3 separate regions of the Sus scrofa genome follow, and all the other regions are linked to region 1. A link is a contact called in public promoter capture Hi-C data. All regions are on one chromosome and are shown on one strand. Each heading gives the region's core, a stretch centred on a gene start, on an enhancer-like site or on the middle of the called end of the contact. The rest is flanking DNA. Distances are from core to core; before and after follow the strand shown.

Evidence for each region. Promoter capture Hi-C pulls out the DNA fragments that hold promoters and counts their contacts.
Region 2: a promoter capture Hi-C map of liver shows a contact between it and region 1, with 4 times the contacts expected there. The contact joins the promoter of SRSF4 here to the promoter of YTHDF2 in region 1. A contact is called at or near these places in 3 of 5 promoter capture datasets (fetal liver, fetal skeletal muscle and liver) and 1 of 2 datasets of contacts at active chromatin or transcription factors (alveolar macrophages).
Region 3: a contact with region 1 is called in a promoter capture Hi-C map of liver, with 2.4 times the contacts expected there. The contact joins the promoter of PHACTR4 here to the promoter of YTHDF2 in region 1. A contact is called at or near these places in 1 of 5 promoter capture datasets (liver) and 1 of 47 Hi-C or Micro-C datasets (heart right ventricle).

Annotation. Positions count from the first base shown.
Region 1 is chr6:85,715,194-85,719,199 of Sscrofa11.1, forward strand. It overlaps YTHDF2 (YTH domain-containing family protein 2), which reads left to right and starts at 1,954. Exons shown (of 7, transcript XM_005665152.3): 1 at 1,954-2,042; 2 at 2,044-2,174; 3 at 2,177-2,322; 4 at 2,325-2,460; 5 at 3,015-3,094. The coding sequence starts at 1,954.
Region 2 is chr6:86,090,760-86,094,765 of Sscrofa11.1, forward strand. SRSF4 (serine and arginine rich splicing factor 4) reads right to left here and starts at 1,844. Exons shown (of 6, transcript NM_001077216.1): 1 at 1,738-1,844. The coding sequence starts at 1,844. It also overlaps a transcript of MECR not described here.
Region 3 is chr6:85,409,844-85,413,849 of Sscrofa11.1, forward strand. It overlaps PHACTR4 (phosphatase and actin regulator 4), which reads left to right and starts at 2,150. Exons shown (of 16, transcript XM_021095668.1): 1 at 2,150-2,390.

The sequences.
Region 1 (4,006 bases), core at 704-3,203:
GAGAGGCCATCCATTGTGCTGTGACACAGTAGGAACTTGAAAGTTTTAGTAGTTTACCTAATTTTGCAAATCTGTTGGGGAGGCCAGTATTTGGTCTCTCTCCCTCCGAGGTTATGACTTTTGGTCTAATGCTCTTTTTACCATACCACTGCAAGAGTAAGTGTAGGTAACTGCTTAGGGTTTACCCAAAAATCTGGGCAATGGGGTTAACTGGCTAAGTATCTTTATTTTTTTTAACTTATTTTTAAAAACATCTGTTATAGCTGATTTGCTAAGTATCTTAAAAAAAAAAAAAAAAGAAAGAAAAAGACTTACTAGGTTTCTTTTATTCCCTTGGTGGGCTCCATGCTCTGAGAGTGGACTCAGCTGAAGTCTAGTGCATTTGGTACCTGACCTTATTCATTTTAACTACATGATCATGGGCAGAAAAAAATGCTTTGAGCACTTCAAGCAAAAGTATGATGCAAAATCCAAGATGCTGTGTTATCACTTATTTTACTACTGAGTCTACCAATGACTCTTGTATCCATGGAGTGGATGGTATCAGGTTGACACTTATTAGAGCATTATTTGTTTACAAGTATTTGAAATTACAAAAGCTACTAGGAGATGGCCTGCCAGGATCAAATATCCCTGCAGAAGTTAGGTTTGCCTCTGATTAAAAATGCTTTTTCCCACCCTTTTAATCTCCTCTGGATTCTGGTTCCTGAATACAGGATTTCTCTTGAGGGCAGAGGGACACTATTCTTCTCAATGTCATATAAACCTATTTAAAAGCTGTGTGACTTTGGGCACATGACTTAACTTCTGTTTCTTCAGCTGTAAAACGAATAGACTGATAGCAATTTTGAAGATGCTGAAAGACTTTAATATGTTTAAAGCATTTAACAACAAAGCCTAGATTATAGCAGGTATTCAGATAGCATTAATGTCTTTCTGCAGATTTTCTGAACTCGTTGAAAGAACATGTACAATTTTGTGTAGATTAATGAGGTGACTTTTCTTGGAAATAAAGTCCATAGTTTAACAGAGTATCATGGGGGTCAGCGACATCCCTAAAAAAAGAACTGTAGTTTCTAGATTCTCCTCCCTGCAATGCCAAAGGGTGAATCCTTTTCTCAGGGGACCAGATTTTTTGCGGTTATTTTTGCTCTCCGGGCACTCTTTTTGTAGTGTGCCAACAGAAGAGGATAACCAGGTGGGAGGGTGTCTTTCTCAGGGCAGGGCTCCCTTGAAGTTTCCCTAAGGGCTCTGTGACCCCAGTTCTTGTTCCCTCCCACATGGGGTAGGGTGCCATCTGCAACTGGGGAAACAGGTTTATTTTAAGGTCTCTCAGCCTTCGGGGGGTCGCTTCCTCACCGAAAAACCGGCGTTTATGTGTTTGCACAAGCTTAAAGCTGCTCCCTTCCCTCCAGCTGTTAGTCAAAGCCTCTTGGTGCGACCCTAGCCGCCCCCACCCTCCTAGGCCCCAATACCGAGGCGGTGGGGGCGGGGAGGCCGCGCGCGCCGCTTCCGCTCCTCCAGCCCACCAGAGGGCGCTGCGCCCCCGCCTCTTCCTTCCCGGGGTGCTTCGCGCCCGGCCCCTTCCGCGTGGGTGAGTGAATGTGAGAGTCAGCGTCGCGCCGCGCGCGCCGTCCGCTTTCGCCGCTCGGCGCCCTTATTTCGGCTGCGAGGGGCGGGTGCGCGCGTCAAGGCATAGAGACGGGCGTTGAGTTCTCGGGCTAGAGCGTCGCTGAGTCGGAGCCGGAGCCCGAGCCGCGCGCGGTGTCTCCGCTGCGTCCGCCGAGGCCCCCGAGTGTCAGGGACAAAAGCCGCCGCCGCGCCGCCTGCTCCCGCCGCCAGGGCTCATCCGCCGCCGCCGCCCTGAGGAGAGTCCGCCGCCGTCGCCCCCCCGGAGGATCCGAGAGCCATGTCGGCCAGCAGCCTCTTGGAGCAGGTACAGGCCCGGCCCGCATGCCTCGGCCATTGTGTGAGGCGAGAGGGAGCCCGACTAGGCCCGGGCCCGCCGCCCCCGGTCGGGCCGAGCCGAGGCGGCGCCTTTCGCGGGCCGGGTTTCGAGGCTCTCCGGCCGGCCGCGCCCAGCGCCTCGCCCTCACCCGCACTCCCCGCTCCTCCCCGGGTCTCGGAGCCCGCCGGCCGCGCCGTGTTCCCTTCTCTCGGCGGGCCTCGTTTTTCCTCTTGTTTCCTTCCCCTTCTGTGAAGCCCCGGTTTCCTCGCGTTGTTCGTGGCGCGGCCCCCGCTTCTCTCCGCGGGGCCCGCTGGCCTCGCGCTTTCCCCCGCCTCCCATCCTCAGTCTCCCCCTCACTCCCGTTCCCCGACGCCTCTCCTCAGGCCTGCGCCTTTATTCCCTTCTCGGGCCCGGCTTTAATTGGTGTTTCCTTTTCCATTTCTTCCTCGGACGACCCGCTGCTCGGCGACGTTTCCTTCGCCCGCAGAGACCAAAAGGTCAAGGAAACAAAGGTGAGCCCAGCTCCGCCGGTGGCCACGGGCCGGGAAGGGGGCCCCGAGTGGTGGGGGCGGGGTCTCCGGGAAGCGCCCCGGGGAGAGGACCTTTCGGAAGCCGCTTAGTTTGCAGGTGCCTCACACTTAAGTATCTGACCCTTTCCGTGTGTTCCTGCAGCTGGCGAACAGCTTTTTGGTGAACAAGGAGTAATTCATTAGAGGTGGGGGTGGATTCGGTTTTGAAATGTCCCAGGTCCTTAGTTTCCTGTAGGTCTTAGAAGGCCTTTGTTTTTCATCCTCGTGGATCACACTCTGGAAGTACTCACATGTGATGGGGGAGGGGAAGCGGGAGGGAATTGAAATCTAGAGGAGCCAATAAAATGACCTTTTAAGATCAACTTGCTCTGGGTGGAGGGAGACATTTTCACTGACGAATATTGGTTTATCCTTTTGAAATCCAAACATATTTGCTCTGTTTGGTAAGGTTTTTCTCTGGTTGGAAGGCTTTTAATTAATTTGTGAAGTAGAGTGCATGTTTGAGACACCCCTAACACGAGCTTTTTTTTCTTTAGTGCAAAATGGATCTGTACATCAAAAGGATGGATTAAATGATGATGATTTTGAACCTTACTTGAGTCCACAGGCAAGGCCCGTGAGTAGTTAACCATTTACATGCTTGATCAAAGGATGTAGTATACCATTATCTTTTCTCTGATCTGTCAGTAAATCTCATTTTTAGGGAATGACTTTCTTAATACCAATCAGTATGGTATAAAAACAGTTACAAATGTTAAGATCCTCATCTGCTTTGTCAGCAAACACAATTTTCTGAGAGAGACTAGTACTGATAACATTTTACAGTATACTAACAGTGGCACTTGTTTGAGTAGTTTTTCCTCCTTACAAATAATATATCAGTGCAGAATTTAAGGATCCTTTCCATTGTTGAAGATTTTGAATTTTCATCCCCAAAGCATTTTTCTTTTAGGAAAATTGGATTTGTACGTGATGGGAGAAAGTAACAAAATCACCTTAATTTTATTCATTGCTGTGGAACTGGTTATCTTCCTTTTGTCTGGCCACTAGTTACTGGGTTCTTAGAACGATTTTGAAGTTGAGCCATGTCTACATTTATAAAGACCAATTTTGGACGTATCCGGCTTTTTATTTAGGGGAGCTAGAGGATTTACAAAATAGTGTTAAGATACAGTGCTGTTTAGCGCAAAGACGGAGAATGGTTGGGACTCAGGCACTTTCACCACAGTGGCCTGGGTTCAGTCCCTAGTCTGGGAACAGATCCCACATCAAGCCACTGTGTAGTGGCCAAAAAAAAAAAAAATAAATAAATAAAGGAGTTCTTGTTTTTGCAGTGTAATCTTCTAACAGGAAGATTAGTTGTATATAGGTTCACATATATGAACATGGCCTGTGCATGCAGAAACGTGATTTTGTAGTTTTTGTGTATTGATATCTCTTGGATCCCAAAGACATAGTCACAAAGTTTTAGCCAATGAATATAACTTCCCAGTCAAAAGAAAACTGACTATGACTCATGCAAAATATC
Region 2 (4,006 bases), core at 594-3,093, 380 kb after region 1:
TCACCAAATATGCTTCACACTATTAAACACTCAACAAGCTAAGATGTGTCTCCTTATGATCATGGTCAAATCCCTTTGATTATAGCTACCATTTACAGCAATGAGCCAAATGCTTTACAATTATTACCTCTAATCTTCCTTTTCCTTGTGGATGAGGAAACTCAGAATCAGAGAAATAACTGGCCCACAGATAGTAAGTGGTGAAGCTAAGATTTGACCCAGGCCTGCCTGATTTCAAAACCTAAGCTTTCCTTACCAAATTTAATTATCCCGACAACTTAATTGGGCTCTAAAGAAAATCTGTAAGTTTAAACTCCATTCTCGATCATTCAGATATATGATACATATCACAATAACAACCTCCGGCCCACTTTATCTAGTATAAGAACTGAAACAAGTAATTTCCGTACAAAACAAGTAATTTCCGAAGACTTCTACTCTAAAAGAAATCAGTATTCATAATAAACACTTGATGACACTTTCCTTAGCAAGAAGGTGATTCTGCCTAACAATTAATTTGAAATAACTTTTTAAACCTAGGCAACAGTTTGAGTATACTGTAGCTTCCAGTTTTTTTCAAATGTGCAACTCAGGTATTTTTCTTAACTTCTCAAATGTTAGTTGCTAGCATTACATTGGGAGTAAACTGTACCCATAACAAACTTGTTGCAAAGCAGGTCTTAAAAAAAAAAAAAAAAAAAAAGCCAGAGTTCCTCTTAACACCCAAGGTTTAGTACACTAAAATGTCCCCCTTACTCCTTTTATTTTTGTATATCCATGCCTTTGTATACCCGCTAACATTTTCTGGTTCTCACAGTTTCCCCTTGTTGATTATCTTCTCCAGGCCTGACTCCTAATCTGTTTTCCCAGAAACTTGTAGCCCCTGTGGGCCCTGCTCTACCAAAGTCAATTAGGAATACAAGCAACAGAACACACCCGGATAGGTAGCAAGTTAGCAGTTTCAAGCTGTAAGTCTCCGTTTACATCAACTAGTTAACTAGTTACCGGGGCCATTATTCTCTAACAAATTCTACAAAGACAAAGCAATTTTTTTGCCAAGTTAGAGAACGGAAACCACAGCATGGAAACTTCGTACGCAGTCTTAAAGATAGCATGCTAAGACTCTAATTTATCCTTGTAGAGGGAACGGTGAAGGCTTTCGGCACCACACACGCCGATACTTTCGAAACTGTCACTAGACTACTCAAACCAGAGTCTCCCGCTCAAAAAAGTGTAGCACAGGGCAAGTCTAAAAAGGGTGTCCCTTCAGAGCTCCCGTCCCTGGGAGAAATGCGCTGTGATCATCTGATCCATTAAACTGGGTAAGAAATGAAAAGGGAGCAGGAAATCTGTTTATTTCCAGCAGCCCTTAGAGCGGGAAAGGTCTGTCTCTACCGGAGATCGACCAGGCCCTGGGAAGGAAAAAGCCAGGCCTCCCCAGCTGTCCTGGAGCTGTGCCCTCCCGCCCGGAGTCCCAATCCCACTCGGGTTTTCCTTTTCCCCGTCCCACTCAGAGCCTCACCATCGCTCCCATTATCCCTCCACCACCCCCACCCGCGCAGGCGCAGTGGGAACCGGGGCCTACCCGCGCCCCCGAGGCGCCGCGACTATGGCGGAGCGGGAGCAGGCCGGTAGGCGCTCTGCGCGGGGTAGGCGTCCCTCTCCCGTCACCGAGGCCTCCCCGCCACCGCCAGGGTCCCATCCCCACCCAGCCAGCCCCTCCTCCGCCCTCCTCACCCGTTCTTCAGATCCACCTCTAGGATCTTCCCGTAGCCCTTAAAGAAGCGCTCCACATCGCGCTCCCGGGCCTGATAGCTCAGGCGGCCGATGTACACCCGCGGCATCCCGGCAACTGCGGCGGCGGCTTGGCCCGGCCCCAGCCCCTTAGGCGGCGGCCGGCGAAGCGAGAGCGCGGCGACGGCGGCGGCAACGGGCGGGCGGCGGGACGGACGCAGCCGAACCCGGCGACGTACGCGAGCACGCAGCTCGCGAGCACGCGCCTCCCCCGCCCGCCCGCGGAGAGTAACGGGGGGGGGAACGCGCCTTCTTCCCGCCCTGCCGGAGGTGGAGGCGGGGCCTGTCCGGAGGCGCGCCGGCGCAGGGCGGGACCAGGTGATCGACAGGCGGCGCGGGGGTACATCCTCTCGCGAGCTTGGCGCGAGGGGCCTGCGCCGCTTGGCGCAGCCCGCGGGCTTCGCCCCTCCCCCGGAAGTGTCCACGTCCCCCTCCTTCCAGCCCTGAGAGCATTGCTGCTTTTGTCCCTTGAACCCGGAGCTGTATCGACTCTAGAGCAGATTTGGAATTAAACCTGGCTTCTAATTGTCTGTGACCTTGAGCTCATTACGCGCCTTTCGGCTTCGTCTTCTCTGTAAAAGGGGGATTAGTAATTCCAGCCTTCCAGAGTTGTTCCTAGCACCTCGTAAGTGCCCAATAAATAATAGCAATATTATTTTAAAAATAGGACAGTTTGCTTCAGTGGAAGCAGTGTGCAAAGTAGAGACTAGAACTTTGGAGCTAGATTAGGCTTGTCACTGGCTAAATTATTAAATTACCAATTTAATCTATTTTCTGACTTGTAAAATTAGAATAATTTATCCCATCTCAGTGGACTACCAGGGTAACTAAGAGAGTATGTGGAAGGGCTTCAGTATCTGGGACGTGGTAGGAGCTCAGTAAATATTGGTTCCCTTCTCTCCTACCCAGTTTATCTAGAATCACAAAGGAGTTTTGTTTCTTTGCTGTTTTTATTTACTTCAGAAATTATATTTTGAAAGGTAATTCATTAACTGGTTCAAATGATATACAGTGAAAAGTCTTCCCATCTCTGTCCTCTGGCAGCCTAGTTCCCCACCCTCCACTCCCTGAGAGGCCCACACAATATAATCAATTTCGTAAATGTTCTTTGAGGTATTTTACACATGTAAAGCAACTTGTGGTGTACCACACGTATGGTTCTGCATTTAATATAATTTGAAACTCATTCTGTAAGAGTACAAAAGGAGCTTCCTCAGGATTATTTTTATGGTTTATAATATGCCATTTTATACACTGATTTGTGTAATCAGTGCCTAGGAAAGGACATTGAAATAGATTCAAACCTTTGGTTATAACTGCTTCAGTGAGTAGTTTTGTATACATATATATATGTAGGATCTATTCCTAGAGATAAGATAGTTGGATCAAAGGGTGTGGGAGGGCAGTTTTGATAGATTTGCTCGATTTTCCATAAGTATCTGTTTCTCCATCTCATCATCACATTATCAAACATCAATCTGATAGCTGAAAAATGGTGTCTCAGGATAGTTTGTAATTACCTTGAGTGAGTCTTATTTCCTATGTGTAAGAGACATTTTCCTTTTTGTGTCTGTTTATATTTTTTGCCTGTTTTTCTTATTGATTTATTATATAATTAGGAAAATGAGCTCTGTCAAATGAGTTGCGAACTTTTCCTCAGTGTGAGTTTGCCTTGCAAAAACAAAGGATGTTTATGGATTGAATTTATCCATCCTTTATTTTTCTTTGATTCTGGATTTTGCATTGTAGTTTGAAAGGCCTTCCTCACTTAGGTAAAAAAAAATTTTTTTTTAAAAAAACCAGTCATTTGTATATTGTTACTTCTAGGACTTTTTTTTCTGCTATGCCCGAGGCATGCACAAGTTTCTGGGCCAGTGATGGAACCTGTGGCATAGTAGTGACAATGCCAGATCTTTAACTACTAGGCCACGAGGGACCTCCTAAGACTTATTTTTATGTTGCAATCTTTGCTCCATTTGGTATTTAGAAAAGTGTGAGGATCATAGTTACTATGAAGAACTGATGCTGACCTTGATTGTTACATAATCTGGTCAACCTGGGGAAAGAGCACCCCCCTTCCTTGAGAGGAAATGTCTGTCTCCAAAACCTGCTTCTCCTCTGGAGCTCCCTAACTCAGGGAGTGGCATCTCTTTCTAGCAAGGTGCCCAAGTTCAAACTTCAAGCACCACATGCATTCTGTCCAGTTGATTCT
Region 3 (4,006 bases), core at 900-3,399, 310 kb before region 1:
AGTTTCAATTTATCTGAAACTCATCATCTGGCCTTGAAACCATAACCACATCAAAATGATTAACACAGTTGTCACCTCCAAAAATTTCCTCATCCCCTTTATAATCCCTTCCTACCATGCTTTCCTGGTCCCCAGGCAACCACTTGAACTGTTTTTGTCATAGCAATTCCTAGAATTTTATTTTTATTTTTAAAAATTGTTTTATTTTTTGTCTTTTCAGGGCCGCACCTGCAGCATATGGAGGTTCCCAGGCCAGGGGTCTAATGGGAGTTGTAGCCGATGGCCTACGCCAGAGCCATAGCAACTCCAGATAAGAGCCGAGTCTGCAACCTACACCACAGCTCATGGCAACTGCTGGATCCTTAACCAGCTAAGTGAGGCCAGGGATCGAAACTGCAACTTCATGGTTCCTAGTCGGATTCGTTAACCACTGAGTCACGACGGGAACTCCAAATAAATATCCATTTACTTTTTGAAGAACATTGGAGTTGTTTCCATTCTTTTGACTATTACTTTTTTTTTTCCATTATAGCTGGTTTACAGTGTTCTGTCAATTTTCTACTGTACATACAGCAAAGTGACCCAGTCACACATACATATATACATTCTTTTCTTTCACATTATCATGCTCCATCATAAGTGACAAGATATAGTTCCCAGTACTATGCAGCAGGATTGACTATTACAAATAGAGCTGCTGTGACCATTCATGTTCAAGTCTTTGTGCAGACGTATGCTTTCATTTGTCTTGAGTAAATACCTATAGTATAATGATTGGGCCATATGGTAGATGGGTATATTATTTTATTTTATTTTATTTTGGTCTTTTTAGGGCCACACCCACGGCATACGGAGGTTCCCAGGCTAGGGGTCTAATCAGAGCTGTAGCCGCCAGCCTACACCAGAGCCACAGCAACACAGGATCTGAGCCGCCTCTTTGACCTACACCACAGCTCACGGCAACGCTGTATTCTTGACCCACTGAGCAAGGCCAGGGACCGAACCCGCAACCTCATGGTTCCTGGTAGGATTCATTAACCACAAGCCACAATGGGAACTCTGATGTGTATGTAATTTTTAGAGAAACTGCCAAACAGTTTCCCAGAGTGGTTGTATCATCTTACAGTCTTACCAGTAGAATGACAATTCCCACTGCTCTACATTCTTGCTAACACTTCATATTGCCAGTCTTTTGATGTTACCCATTCTAGTGGGTATGTAATGTTATCTCACTGTGGTTTAATTTGCATTTCCCTAACATCTTTTATGTGTTTATTTGCCATCCATTTATTATTATCTTTGGTAAAGTGTCTCTGTTCAAATCTTTTTTTTTTAAACTAGATTGTCTTCAGTTGAAAGAGTTCTTTGTGTATTTTAAATACTAGTCCTTTGTTGGATATAGGTTTTGTTGCTATTTCAACTAGGTCTGTGGTTTGCCTTATTTCATAACAGTATTTTAAAGAGCAAAAGTGATCATTTTGCTGTTGTGCAGTTTATCGATTTTTCTTTTATGGATTGTGTATTTGAAAGTCACATGGATTTTCTCCTGTGTTTTCCTCTAGAAGTTTTGTAGCTTTAGGTTTTACATTTAGGTCTAATTTGGACTGTGACACAATGGGTTTGGCATTTAGAAAGATCCTCTGACAGCAGCAAGGAAGGTGTTTGGAGGGTGATTGCCTGGAGGTCTGAAACTAGAGAAACTTGGAGAGGTAATGGTGTCTTCCTGCAGGTGATGGTAGTGGAAAAACTGGTAAGGAACTCCGGGGTGTGGAGTGACTGGACCTCATGGGCTGAAGATGATAAAAATGATTCCCAGGTTCCTTCCTTATGCACAAAGTTGCGGGTAACTTGCTTCCAATTTTACTGCACTTCAAATTGGCTCTCAATAGTTTTTTCTTTCGGGGGGAGATTGAAATTGAAATTTAGCCACACGGGGACTGGACACAGCTTTCTAAAACAGCATATCTGCATCAGCTGCGTACTTAGGCGCTCCCTAGAGCCCAGCACTGAACTTTGTCCTCCCGAGTCCAAAGACCTTTGCTCTGTTTAATACCAGGAAAGGTGCCCGAGTTCTTTTACCCGCAGGAAATCGGCAGTGAGCGGCGCATGCCCGGAGAGGCCGTGTGGAGCCGATCGCCTGGAGCTAAGGGCGAGGGGTTCCCGCCATTTTGACCGGCTGGCGACACAGCGGGCTCTTTCCAGGAGACTACAAGTCCCGTGAGGCCCCGCGGCGGCACTTCCTATCCCTCACTGTCCTGCCTGCTCCCTTTCCCCCCTCCCGGGGGCCGAAGGCTCTGGCAGCACCCTGGAGGCCGGCGGGCCAGGTAGGATTTCCGGGGGAAACTACTTTGGAGGCTGAGGCGGCGGCGGCGGCGGCGGCGGCGCCCCGGGTGAGTTCGGCAAGCAGGGGAAAGTGCGCGGGGTCGCGCGGCGGGCGTCTCGTGGGCTCGGGCAGCGCTCTTGGCTCCGCTTGGGGGTCGCGGTGCGGGCCAGGGTACCGGCCGGGCCGTGGTCGCTTCTGGCCAGGGCGGAGCGGGCGGTGGCCGCCGCCTCTTCCTCCGCCCTCCCACAACGGTCAGCGGCAGCTTCTCCGCCTGCGGCGCGCCCCGCGCAGACTAACCCTCTCCGCCCCCCGGGACTTGGCGGGGCTCTTTTGTCTGGGCTGCTTTGCGCCCCTTTGTGCCCGGCGGTGGACTCGCCTTCTCGAGGGAGCACTCCCGGCCAGTCGCGGAGAGGGACTAGTCTCTGGGGATCCGGTTATGGTAACCAGATCGGGTCAAAGTCCATTTTTTAAACCCTTCCTCCCTCATACCTCTGCATCCCAGCTAGGCAGATCCGAGGTTTCGGAGCCAAGTAGAGGCAGACAGAGTTTCTGTTGAAAACCTCGAAGTTATTGTCCAGCTCATGTATGTCAACCCCGGGTGGCTTCAGGGCACTGATCTCTTCCAGGCATTTTTTGGTGGGGGGATGGGCCTCTGGGAAATGAGTGAGTCCCTCTCCCCTAGAAACCGGGAAGGGATCGAATTTGCTGCGATGTCTATATGGGTCGCAGCTGTGATGAGGAGTCCAAGAACTAACGCGGACGGGCAGAATAGTAGTTCACACACCTCTAGAATCTCGGAGGAAAGAAAGTGATTTATAGGGCAGCTAGCAGCCTCTTCATCCACTGCTTGCAGAAAAAGACGATAGCACTTCATCCAGCCGCCCAGTTTCTCGCTCCCTGTCTCCTACTCTCCAAATCTATTTCTTATTTTTTCAGCTTAAAACGAAAAGTTAAAAGCAAACGTCCGTTATTAGAAGGAGCCGCTTTATACAGAAACCAGAGACCTAGTGGCTTCTAGAAAGCCTCAGATGTAATATATGAAGCCAGTTTGAGGGAGGAGAGGTAGTTTACTGCAACTGGTGAATTATGTGGGTTTGATCACATTTTGTTGATGGTAACTTTATGTATCTTCCCTTGGAAGACTGCGTTACTAGGTTCACTTTGAAGTAAAGCTTTTTAAAAACCATTGCAGATTCTTTTTTTGAGAAATAAATTAGTCTTTCAAGTCTCTGAAATGAGGACAACCAAAACATCTTTATATGAATCATAAAAGGTTATAGAACTCATATAGGTTAAATTCCCACCCTAGTCAAGTAGGCAAATAAAAACCTTTGTACCTTATTACTTTGATATCTCATAATGGAAGTGATTTACTCTGAGAATCCCAGATTGTGTTAGTAATACTGTGTAGGAATGGAGGTCTGTAATGCAGTTGTTCTTCAATTTTTTAATCTGTCATTGAGCGGGGATTGTGTTTTCCTGGTTGTGCTTTGAAGAAGCATCCACACCACAAAATTACTCTAGAAGTTGTTACTTATTTGTTCAAACATGACATTGCTATCAGTATTATTTTTTGAAAGCAGTTCATATACATTGTGTAACCGATTGTCACTACATGTCTGTGAGATGTTCTCTCATTTTACAGCTAATAAGTGTTAAATTTACAGTCCGAAATGTTAGGTG